Regions from separate parts of the Hordeum vulgare genome. Here region 2 is linked to region 1. Evidence: chromatin contacts called from public Hi-C data. All regions are on one chromosome and are shown on one strand. Each heading gives the region's core, a stretch centred on a gene start, on an enhancer-like site or on the middle of the called end of the contact. The rest is flanking DNA. Distances are from core to core; before and after follow the strand shown. Region 1 holds the start of LOC123442710 (asparagine synthetase [glutamine-hydrolyzing]-like). Region 2 holds the start of LOC123442711 (short-chain dehydrogenase TIC 32 B, chloroplastic-like).

Region 1 (4,877 bases), core at 1,003-3,502:
CAGAGCGGCTCAGCGCCGACTGCGGCCCCGGGGCCCGATCCAGATGGGATCGAGCAGCGGACAGGGCTGGTTGCAGGACGACGCACCGTGCGCAGCCAGCAGACATCTCAGCTGGAGGCGGCGACAGCATGCCCGCCGGGGCGCGAAGCAGCGCTGGGTTGGCGGACGGGCAGCTGCCGATGTAGACGGAAGGGACGATGCGTGGTCGCCAGGACGCAGCTCCCACACCCGGTTCCTAGTAGGAGGGAAGGGGAGATCAGACGACGTGGAGGCCGGATCTGGGAGCGGCAGACGAGGGGGTGGCCGGAGCAGAGAGATCCGGCCGCCGCGGCCGCGCGCTCACGCGGTGACGACTACAGTCGCGAGAGCCATTTGCAGGTCGTGTTTCAGCAACAGGTATAGTCTCCCCCCCCCACCCCACCCCACACCAACAATAAATAATTGAAATTTAATGTCATAAGACAATATAACATGTCTTCATCCTTCATTTATTTTTCAGCACAGTACTGACGCATGTGGTTATATATACTCACATACATTTATTTTTATAAACGCATACAGACACATCATACCTTTATAAACATCTTTTAAAAATTAAGCCGACACATTATCTTAAGATTAATAAAGTCATCACACACGTTATTATAAGGGCCATGATAACGTCCACACGTGTGGGTGTTAAGGGTGTTGCTCACATGTTCTGTGTGGTATGTAAGGAAAACAGCCCACACGTCTATGTGTGGACAAAACAGTTAACGCCCACACTGCATGCATGCATGTGGATATCTTTTTGAAGTTTTAATTTTTAAAATATTCTATCTTCTAAATAAAAAAATCTGATTGAAGATCCGTTTTTATCATTAAATCCATCGCAATGGGATTTTCGAAACTAGATCTCATATTAATATGTTTCGATGGAAAAAAATCGGACAACAGTTGCCATGCACTGTAGTTGCCATGATATGTTTCAGCTATTTTTTTCTACATTTAAAATTAAATTTTAACCTATTATAAAACAGAGAATTAAAAAACTAAACTTGCCATGAATCATAAACTAAAATCAAAATGATTAATTAATAAAAATTGCCGTAAAAAGTAGTTAAAAAATTGTAGCGGTAGCTCTAAATCTAGAAAAAAAATAGATAAAACATGTCATTGTAACTTTAGTAAACACTATGACAACTACAGTGTAAACATCATGACAATTTTTGGTCAAAAAATATTCATCGAGCATGGTCAAAATTCAAAAATGCCATGATCTACAAACTAAATTTACCGTGATGGATTAGTAAAAATTGTCATGAGCCATGCAATAAATTTATTGTAGTTAATTACTAAAAATCACCGTAAAAATAGTTGAAAATATAACATAGCTTTAAATCTAGAAAACAAATAGATACAATATGACATGGCAATTGTAATGTAAACACTACGGTAACTACAGTGTAACATCATGACAATTGTTGCAAAAAAAAATCATCAAAATATATTAACATGGAATTTAGTTTTGAAGATCTCGTCGGAACGGATTTAATGATGAAAATAAATTTTTAACTGAATTTTTTAATTAGAAGATAAAAAAAATTAAGCCGGAAATCAAAAAGGTTTCTCTTGAGATAGAAGTGGGCGTGTGAGCGAAGTGGTTAAACCCCACACACCAGCTCAGTCCTACGTGATACAAAAAAATGCCAAAAAATTCTAAGATTAATGTAAAGCACAAAACGAACGCAGATCCATATATTAGGGCGATTTGCAAACGTCCACACGTATGGACGTTATTTTTTTATATAATCGATAAAAACATCTCCTTCTAATGAACATACATCTTTATAAAAAATGTAAAATAAACGTAGGAAAATACAAACATCAATGTTAAGTCTACGATTGAAACTCCGGGCAGGAGTACACCGTCCTAACTTCACACTTCTAGGCTGAAAAAGGTGCGGTGCTATTCTCACACACCATTTTATTCATTACTAAAAAAGTTCAAAACAACGAGCGGGTCGTTATCTACCTAATTTAAAACCGGAGGCTGTTTTCTAAAAATAGAAAGCGTCGAGGATTGATTCGATACCGCTAGCTGCTAATGGATGATGCGAGAAGAGAAACACGTGGAGTACATGCATGGACATGTAACAGGAAGAAACGCACGCATGCAAGCAAGGTGCCGACGGATGATGGTAGAAGTGGACAAACGAAGCCATGGCCTGATGTGGTGCGGTGGCCACAAGAAAATCCGACGAGGCCGTGCATGTACGACGTGTAGCACGCCATCTCCGGCCAGGCATGAGGCATCTATCTATCTAATCTACCTACAAGTAGAGCCAAGCCTTTGCTGCACAGCTTCATGCACAATTCAGATCGACTACGTACCTCGGTGTTGGCTGTAGACAACGATCGACGACGACGATATCCAGCGAAGCAGAGGAAAGCATAGCAGTCTGAGCATATCATGTGCGGCATACTGGCGGTGCTGGGGTGCGGCGATGAGTCGCAGGGGAAGAGGGTGCATGTGCTCGAGCTCTCGCGCAGGCTCAAGCACCGCGGCCCGGACTGGAGCGGCCTGCACCAGGTCGCCGACAACTACCTCTGCCACCAGCGCCTCGCCATCATCGACCCGGCCTCCGGCGACCAGCCGCTCTACAACGAGGACAAGTCCGTTGCTGTTGCCGTCAACGGGGAGATCTACAACCATGAGGAGCTCCGGGAACGGCTCCCCGGCCACAGGTTCCGGACCGGAAGTGACTGCGAGGTCATCGCCCATCTGGTCAGTCACCCACCACACACCAGCATTCTTCTCCTGCTTGATATATTAAACCACAGAATTACAATCCACAAATTTAGAACATGTTTGTTAAACACTAAGTATGGTGAATCCGTAAATTCTACTCCCTCTGTTCCCTTTTAGTAATTTCAGTATGAATAACGAATGTATATAAATATATATAAACATACTCCCTTTTCTAAATGTATATAAATTTTAGTAATTTCAGTATTAATTACATACGAGTATTTTAGGGTATAGTAATTCATATGTAATCCATAGTAAAATTTCTAAAAAGAGATATACTACCTCCGGAGGGAGTATTTAGAAAAGAAGAGGGTAGAAGACAAGACAAATATACTCCAGATAATCTCTCGAGGTGTGCTTCGGTAGACCCCCTCCACAAAACGTAGAAGGAACAACATATACCCATCTCGTATTGTACACTACAAGATGTTATACATATACAATACGAGGTGGATACAATGTAAGATACGTACGGCGGTCTATAGTTCACAATACGAGGTGGATATATGTTCCCTTCTACTTTTTGTGAGGGGGGGGGGGGGGGGGGGTGTTCTACGGAAGCGAAGGTGTAATATCTATATGTCCATATTTGTGGCTTGGTATATTAATCAGCGGTATTAAAGTTAAGTAGATCATTGTATCTCTATATGTCCTCATCTGTCGAATCAAAGATTTATAAAAAAGAAGATCTCCTCGAACATACATCGGTGGACATGGTTACACATGTACCCAAATAATCAGTAAGATTTAGAAAAATTTCACAGAAAATTAAATATTTCTAAATCTGGTTGAACAAATATGTTCGAGTGTTCTATCCACTTGATTTTCATGAAAAAATGGCATCCATTTTGTACAGGGCGACAAAGAAAAAAAGTAGTTGACCTAAATGGTTTGAAAATGCTCGGCTCATTAAACTCGTTAACCTTAACAAGAAAACTATGATTGACTATGTTCGTTTGAAGCACATTAAGCTCGAAAGTACTTCAAATGAATAAACCCTTTTGCTCCAGTTACGATGTATTCACAGTGTACTTCTAATGCAGGAAGATGATCACCACATGATGAAATACGCTAGTTCTTGTCTTCGATGGGTTGAGTTGGGTCGATTAGATGGAATTGATGGATTGATGTGCCATGAAATGTGGCCACTTAACATAAGAATATGGGTTGTCTTGTATTAATGAGCTGCTCGTGGAACTTGTTAAGCTCATTAAATTTAATCTCCTCATTAAACTCATTAAGTTTAACAAGTTGAAACTAGTAATGATTAGCTATGAGTTTAATGAACTGAGCCACTGAGCATTCATTAAGCTCGTGAGGTACGAGCTTTTGGTCCACCCCTACCACGGGTGTGATTTCTTTGTGAAAATTGACATGGGTGTAGAACACTAGACCATGTATGTATTAGCTTAAACAAACCCAATTGAGACACGTCCTAGGTTGTGGTCTGCGTCTTCGACTCTTGTTTTATATGTGGTCTCGGTTTGTGTCTGGGTGCTGGAGGCTAAGCCCTGATGAGTTTGTGGCCGAAGGCCCACACTATGGGCTGCACTTCGTCTAGGCGTGCATGGCTCGAATCAGCGAGCGTGTGCCGATGCTAGCGGTTTTTTTTTTGCAGGAGAGATTACAACCAGCAGCAATAACGAATTAACCATAGGCATAAAATACTTTTTGCTCCAATTCAAGGTGTGGCGGCTGCCACACCTTGCCCATAGGGGTCCTCCGCCAGTGGACACGGGTGTAGAGCACTCGACCATTTTGCTTAAAAAAATTAGCTTCTTTTATTTATTTTGCTATTTTTCCGAATTTCACTATTCATGTGAGTGCATGCATACTCGAGCTAGAGTCCCATTTTGAGATCCTTGCACGACTAAAAAGAAATAGGCACAACCCTTAAGTGAATTCTTATTTTTTGTCATGACCTGACTACTTTCTCCCTTTTGATATGTAGTATGAGGAACATGGAGAAAGCTTCATTGACATGTTGGATGGTGTTTTCTCGTTCGTGTTGCTTGACGCACGAGATCACAGCTTCATTGCTGCTCGTGATGCCATTGGTGTCACGCCTCTCTACATTGGCTGGGGA
Region 2 (4,877 bases), core at 1,469-3,968, 310 kb after region 1:
ATAACGCAATGCAGTGCATACCGGGCATTCATTCAAATTCTCGTATTCACCGCGGTAGAGGATGCAGTCGTTGATGCATGCATGTATCTTCAGAACCTCTAAACCTAGAGGGCAGACAACCTTCTTTGCTTCGTACGTACTGGCGGGCAACTCGTTATTCTTTGGAAACATATTCTTCAACATTTTCAGCAAGTTTTCAAATGCCGAGTCAGCTACACCTGCCTGTGCCTTCCATTTCAGCAAATCCAGTGTGCAGCCCAGCTTTTTCAGACCATCATCGCATCCGGGGTACAACGACTTTCTGTGATCCTCTAACATGCGATCCAAATTCTCCCTCTCCTTTTCAGTTTCGCAGCGTCTCCGTGCATCAGCAATGGTCCGACCAAGATCATCAACGGTCTCATCACGTGCCTCTTCTTCACCTTCACCTTCCCCTTCACCTTCCCCTTCACCTTCAGCATCCTCCATGAAAGTATCACCGAAATGAGCAAGATAGCTTTCATCGATGAAATCATCCCCTTCTTCATCTTCTTCCATTATAACCCCTCTTTCTCCATGCTTGGTCCAACAATTATAGCTTGGCATGAAACCGTGCCGAAGCAGGTGCAGGTGAACTTCTCTTGAGGAAGAGTAACCCTTCTGATTCTTACAGTCAACACATGGACAGATAACAAAACCCTTCTGCTTGTTCGCATTAGCCACTACGAGGAAATCTTTCAAACCCGTAGTGAACTCGCGGGAGAGTCGGTTACCGTACATCCATTGCCGATTCATCTGCATTATTATAATATAAAATATATAATTAACCATCATGCATTTGTTAAACTAACTAGCTATAAACAATAGAAATTAAACAATGAACAACACACATGCATATTTTATCAATGACACACATGCATGAAAGGTTCAAGTTGCTAACCGCGATCGAGGAGGAAAAAATAAATGAGGAACCTCAAGTGTGGCTCCAACACTTCATATCATGTTTGTTTCACGCTCTTGGGGCATTTCATCAAACACCTTGTGTGCATAAGAGGAACCAAAAGCAAACCTACACCCCCTTGTGAAGCTTGTGAAGAGAAGTGGCACCAAATGGCTAAGTGAGTGTGCTGAACTGGTATATATAGGGGAGGAGATTTAGTCGCGGTTGGCATGGCCAACCGCGACTAAAGGCCTTTGGGCACCTTTAGTCGCGGTTGGCCTGGCCAACCGCGACTAAAGCCCCTCACGTGCACCAGCTGGCCACCGAGCGCCCTGGCCCAGGCCTTTGGTCGCGGTTCGTCTGCGGAACCGCGACTAAAGAAATCATTAGTCGCGGTTCCTACAGTTTCGCGACTTATGGGGCTGAACAGAAGCCTCTTTTTCTACCAGTGACTGTTTGATATGCATCAATTTGTCTAGACTCTTAAGATCCATGCCATGCCCACTACAAAATTTTTCTAGAGTATATGAATCAGATTAACAAAAACGTAAGAGAAAATATAACAGATAGATTATTTAACTCAATCTCAGAACGGAACTAGAAATAAATCTATTATAGTTTTATTTTTTTCCAAGGAGATAGGCCTCAGTTGACAGTTTGGCACAAGGTCCCGGATTTTGACGGCTCGGTCGTGCACAAATAACCCCACTCCCTCCTCCCCTGCGCCCGCTCGCGCACGCCGCCCTCCTTTTGGAAATGTTTATGTGTGTTTTACTTATTATTAAGAGGGTTTTTGGACATGTGTATGCGTGTTTTACTTATTAGTTATAGTACAACTACTTTGGTCATGAGGCAAAAAAAAGGTGAAGAACATTTCTGAAATTATTGGACTGGGAAAGGTAATGTAGTATCAGTGTACTACTTTTTTACCGACAAAGATCACATATAATGTATCATGTATTGCTTTTGTCTTCATTGTTGTTAGAGAAGATCACATATTAATTTTTGCTCACCTACTCCTGTTTCAGAGACAAGAGCAATAGAATATATATGACTCTGTTTATGCACAACTCTTCTCATCTATAAATAACTAGAGAAACGAACAAGTGCAGACAAACGTGTAGTTAGAAAGTCACCACCGACCAAGCAATTTTCCTGGTTTGCATTGCAAGAGAAACCAAAGACCTAGTACATCGGTTGGTTTAGGATATTATAAGTTGGGGAATGCGTGGGATCAGGAAACCGTCTGTTTGGATCCAGTTACAATATAGGACTGCCTTTCCAATTTTAGCAAATCATGATCAACTCATCGCATAAACAGAGTTACCCCGCTGCATTGTGTGTGATACCTCATCGACGTGTAATCCTTATGAATCATCTAGCTTTTCAGCGGTTGCGAGTGGCGGGCGTCATCAAGAAAGACCATAAGTCCTCCTCCGTACATGTAGCGCGGGTCCTTCCATCCTCCGCACTCAACGAACCCGACGAGCGCCATCTGAAAGAGCAGGCGCACGTACATATCATGCGTTTCGGTCTCTTCTGTCGGTGTGTCAAACACTCCTTGATGTGAACTTTCGAAGTTTTATATTTTCTGTACTATACATGCATAAATATCGTTGTGTACACATAAAAGAATTTGAGGTCACAAACCCTGATTACATGGTTGGTCGACATGTGTGGACTCCGGACTCCCCTCCTCTGGATCTCCGACTCTTTCACCATCAAGGAAAAAAGATACGATTTTCTCGTCTCATCCCAAAAGAAAAGGAAGATGCGATTTTTTGTCCACTGCTTACCAGAGACCACACACACAAATATTCTTCCCGTGCAAGAAGAAGGAATTCAGGGAGGGAAGCAATCCAGCAAGGAAACCAGCAGAGTCCCGGGCCGGCCGGATTCACTGCTCCAGAGTCCAGCCAGAGTTTGCGTTCCGGCCGGTAGGCAGAGGCCGCCTACTCCCCAACCAAACCGCTGCTACCGCTCCCCGCGGCCATAAATAACGGACCTCCCCTGCGCCCGCTCGCGCACGCCGTCCTCCTCCCTCCCTCCCTCCCTCCTTCCCGTCGCGCATCAATCAATCAACACAACCAATCTCGCCATCGACTAGTCCGTCAAGGTGAGAGCTTGCCAAGATTCGTCTGCTTCTTCTTCTTCTCCTTGATCGAGGGACTCACATTCTCTTCCGCAGCTTCGGGAGCCGACGCAAGAACCAGATGGGCATCCTGTCCCTCATCACCGGCAAGCCGGGCGCCAGCGGGTTCGGGTCGGGCTCCACGGCGGAGCAGGTCACCGAGGGCATCTGCGCCGCCGCCCTCACCGTCATCGTCACAGGTACCCACCCACCAGTCCCACCCCCACCCCCACCCCGACCCGGCCGGATTCCCCCTCTGCTAGCTCCTGCGCCGCCAGATCACCAATGGCGTTCGCAGTGCCACCTGTCGTGTCCACTCTCATCTTCTTGGCTGTGTGATGGGGGCGCCACCTTTTGGACGTTTTGGGCAGTCATACGCGGTGACAATCTCTTTCCTGTTTGGGGCGCACGCGCCCTGAATCTGACTGTTTGTTATGCGTCGCTGTCAGCACAAGAACAGCAGCGCTGCTACTATTATTATCTATCAATGTTCACATCAAACTATTTTGATCCCTAAACCCCGATGGTCTGCTAACTGTGTAGTACTAGTGAATCAAATTAGCTGGCTTTGTTCGTCGTGCAATGCTCGGATAGTCTCTGTGATGTTGTCGGTTAGATTTGTCTGCAACCTTTCTGAATTTTTTCTACAGGGAGTTGTTCTGCTCTCTTCTTGCGCTCCTAGACAAGCAGTTGGGAAGTGGGTTTACGACCGGGATTTTTTTTTGTTTTGGTGTATGTACTGAAGTACTAACTTCTGAACATGTGTTGTCGCAACTGTTTTTCGTACACAAGCACCACTACTTTGTGATGTACATCTCTTGGTTGTGATGATCTGTTCTTCAAAAAATTGCAAGGACGTTGTTTATTACTCCCTCCGTCCCAAAAAATTTGTCTTTGATTTGTCTAGATATAAACGTATCTAGACATCTATTAGTATTTAGATACATCCATTTCAAGACAAAGCTAAAACAAGAATTTTAGGACGGAGGGAGTACTATATTTCTCCAAAAAAATCTCCCTTTTATGCGGAGAAGGAGAGTATGCATGGAGCCTGGATTTCTGGGCCCTGTCTCTTTGGGGACTGTTTTGTGTGGCCTTCAATGGATCCTGAATTGGTTGGTGTTATCTGCCACTTCTCCTCTTGACTAGAACCAATCAAATATCCCTAGCTGCCCTTGTTGAGATGAATGTTTTGTTTTCATGGTAAACCACACCATGGATCCAAGCTTTCACTTGTCTTAACTCTTAAGTAGTAGTGCAGACAATTTCTGCACCTCCCACCCTGCTTGTCAGTATCATGACGTGACCAAATTTACGAATAGGGATTTGGAAGGAACATAGTATTTTTGTTATTTTTATCCATCTTTTATGTGCTCTATTTATTGCAAGAGTGACAAGGTCCTTTCAGTTAGATGGCAATCTTCTTCTATCCTTTTTAGTACACTACGGTTTTGAAGCTCCGATGTTTACTTGAAAAGTACTCCGCTGGTAGAAATTAGCAGAAACTGTCATTTTTGTCCCTTTTGCTAGTTGGTTGTTAGAAGACTACAGCAAGAGTGATTATATGATGCAGTGACAAGATCCTTTCAGTTTCAGTTAGATGACTGACAATCTTCTTCTATCCTTTTCATCGATTCTGAAGCTCCAATGTTTACTTGAAAAGTCAAAGTTATCAAAAACTGTAAAAAAAAAAAATCCTGGTTGGTCATTAGACTACCGCAGCAGTTATTATATGCTGCAGTGACAAGGTCCTTTAAGTTAGATGAAAATCTTGTTTATCATTTCCATTGCACTGCGATTTTGAAGCTCCGATATTTACTTGAAGTC

Evidence for each region. A called contact is a pair of places that touch in the nucleus more often than the background predicts.
Region 2: a Hi-C map of leaf shows a contact between it and region 1, with 2.0 times the contacts expected there. The contact joins the promoter of LOC123442711 here to the promoter of LOC123442710 in region 1. A contact is called at or near these places in 2 of 6 Hi-C or Micro-C datasets (leaf and seedling).

What each region holds. Positions count from the first base shown.
Region 1 is chr3H:25,498,548-25,503,424 of MorexV3_pseudomolecules_assembly, forward strand. It overlaps LOC123442710 (asparagine synthetase [glutamine-hydrolyzing]-like), which reads left to right and starts at 2,253. Exons shown (of 11, transcript XM_045118829.1): 1 at 2,253-2,767; 2 at 4,743-4,877. The coding sequence starts at 2,453.
Region 2 is chr3H:25,810,264-25,815,140 of MorexV3_pseudomolecules_assembly, forward strand. It overlaps LOC123442711 (short-chain dehydrogenase TIC 32 B, chloroplastic-like), which reads left to right and starts at 2,719. Exons shown (of 9, transcript XM_045118830.1): 1 at 2,719-3,035; 2 at 3,108-3,250. The coding sequence starts at 3,133.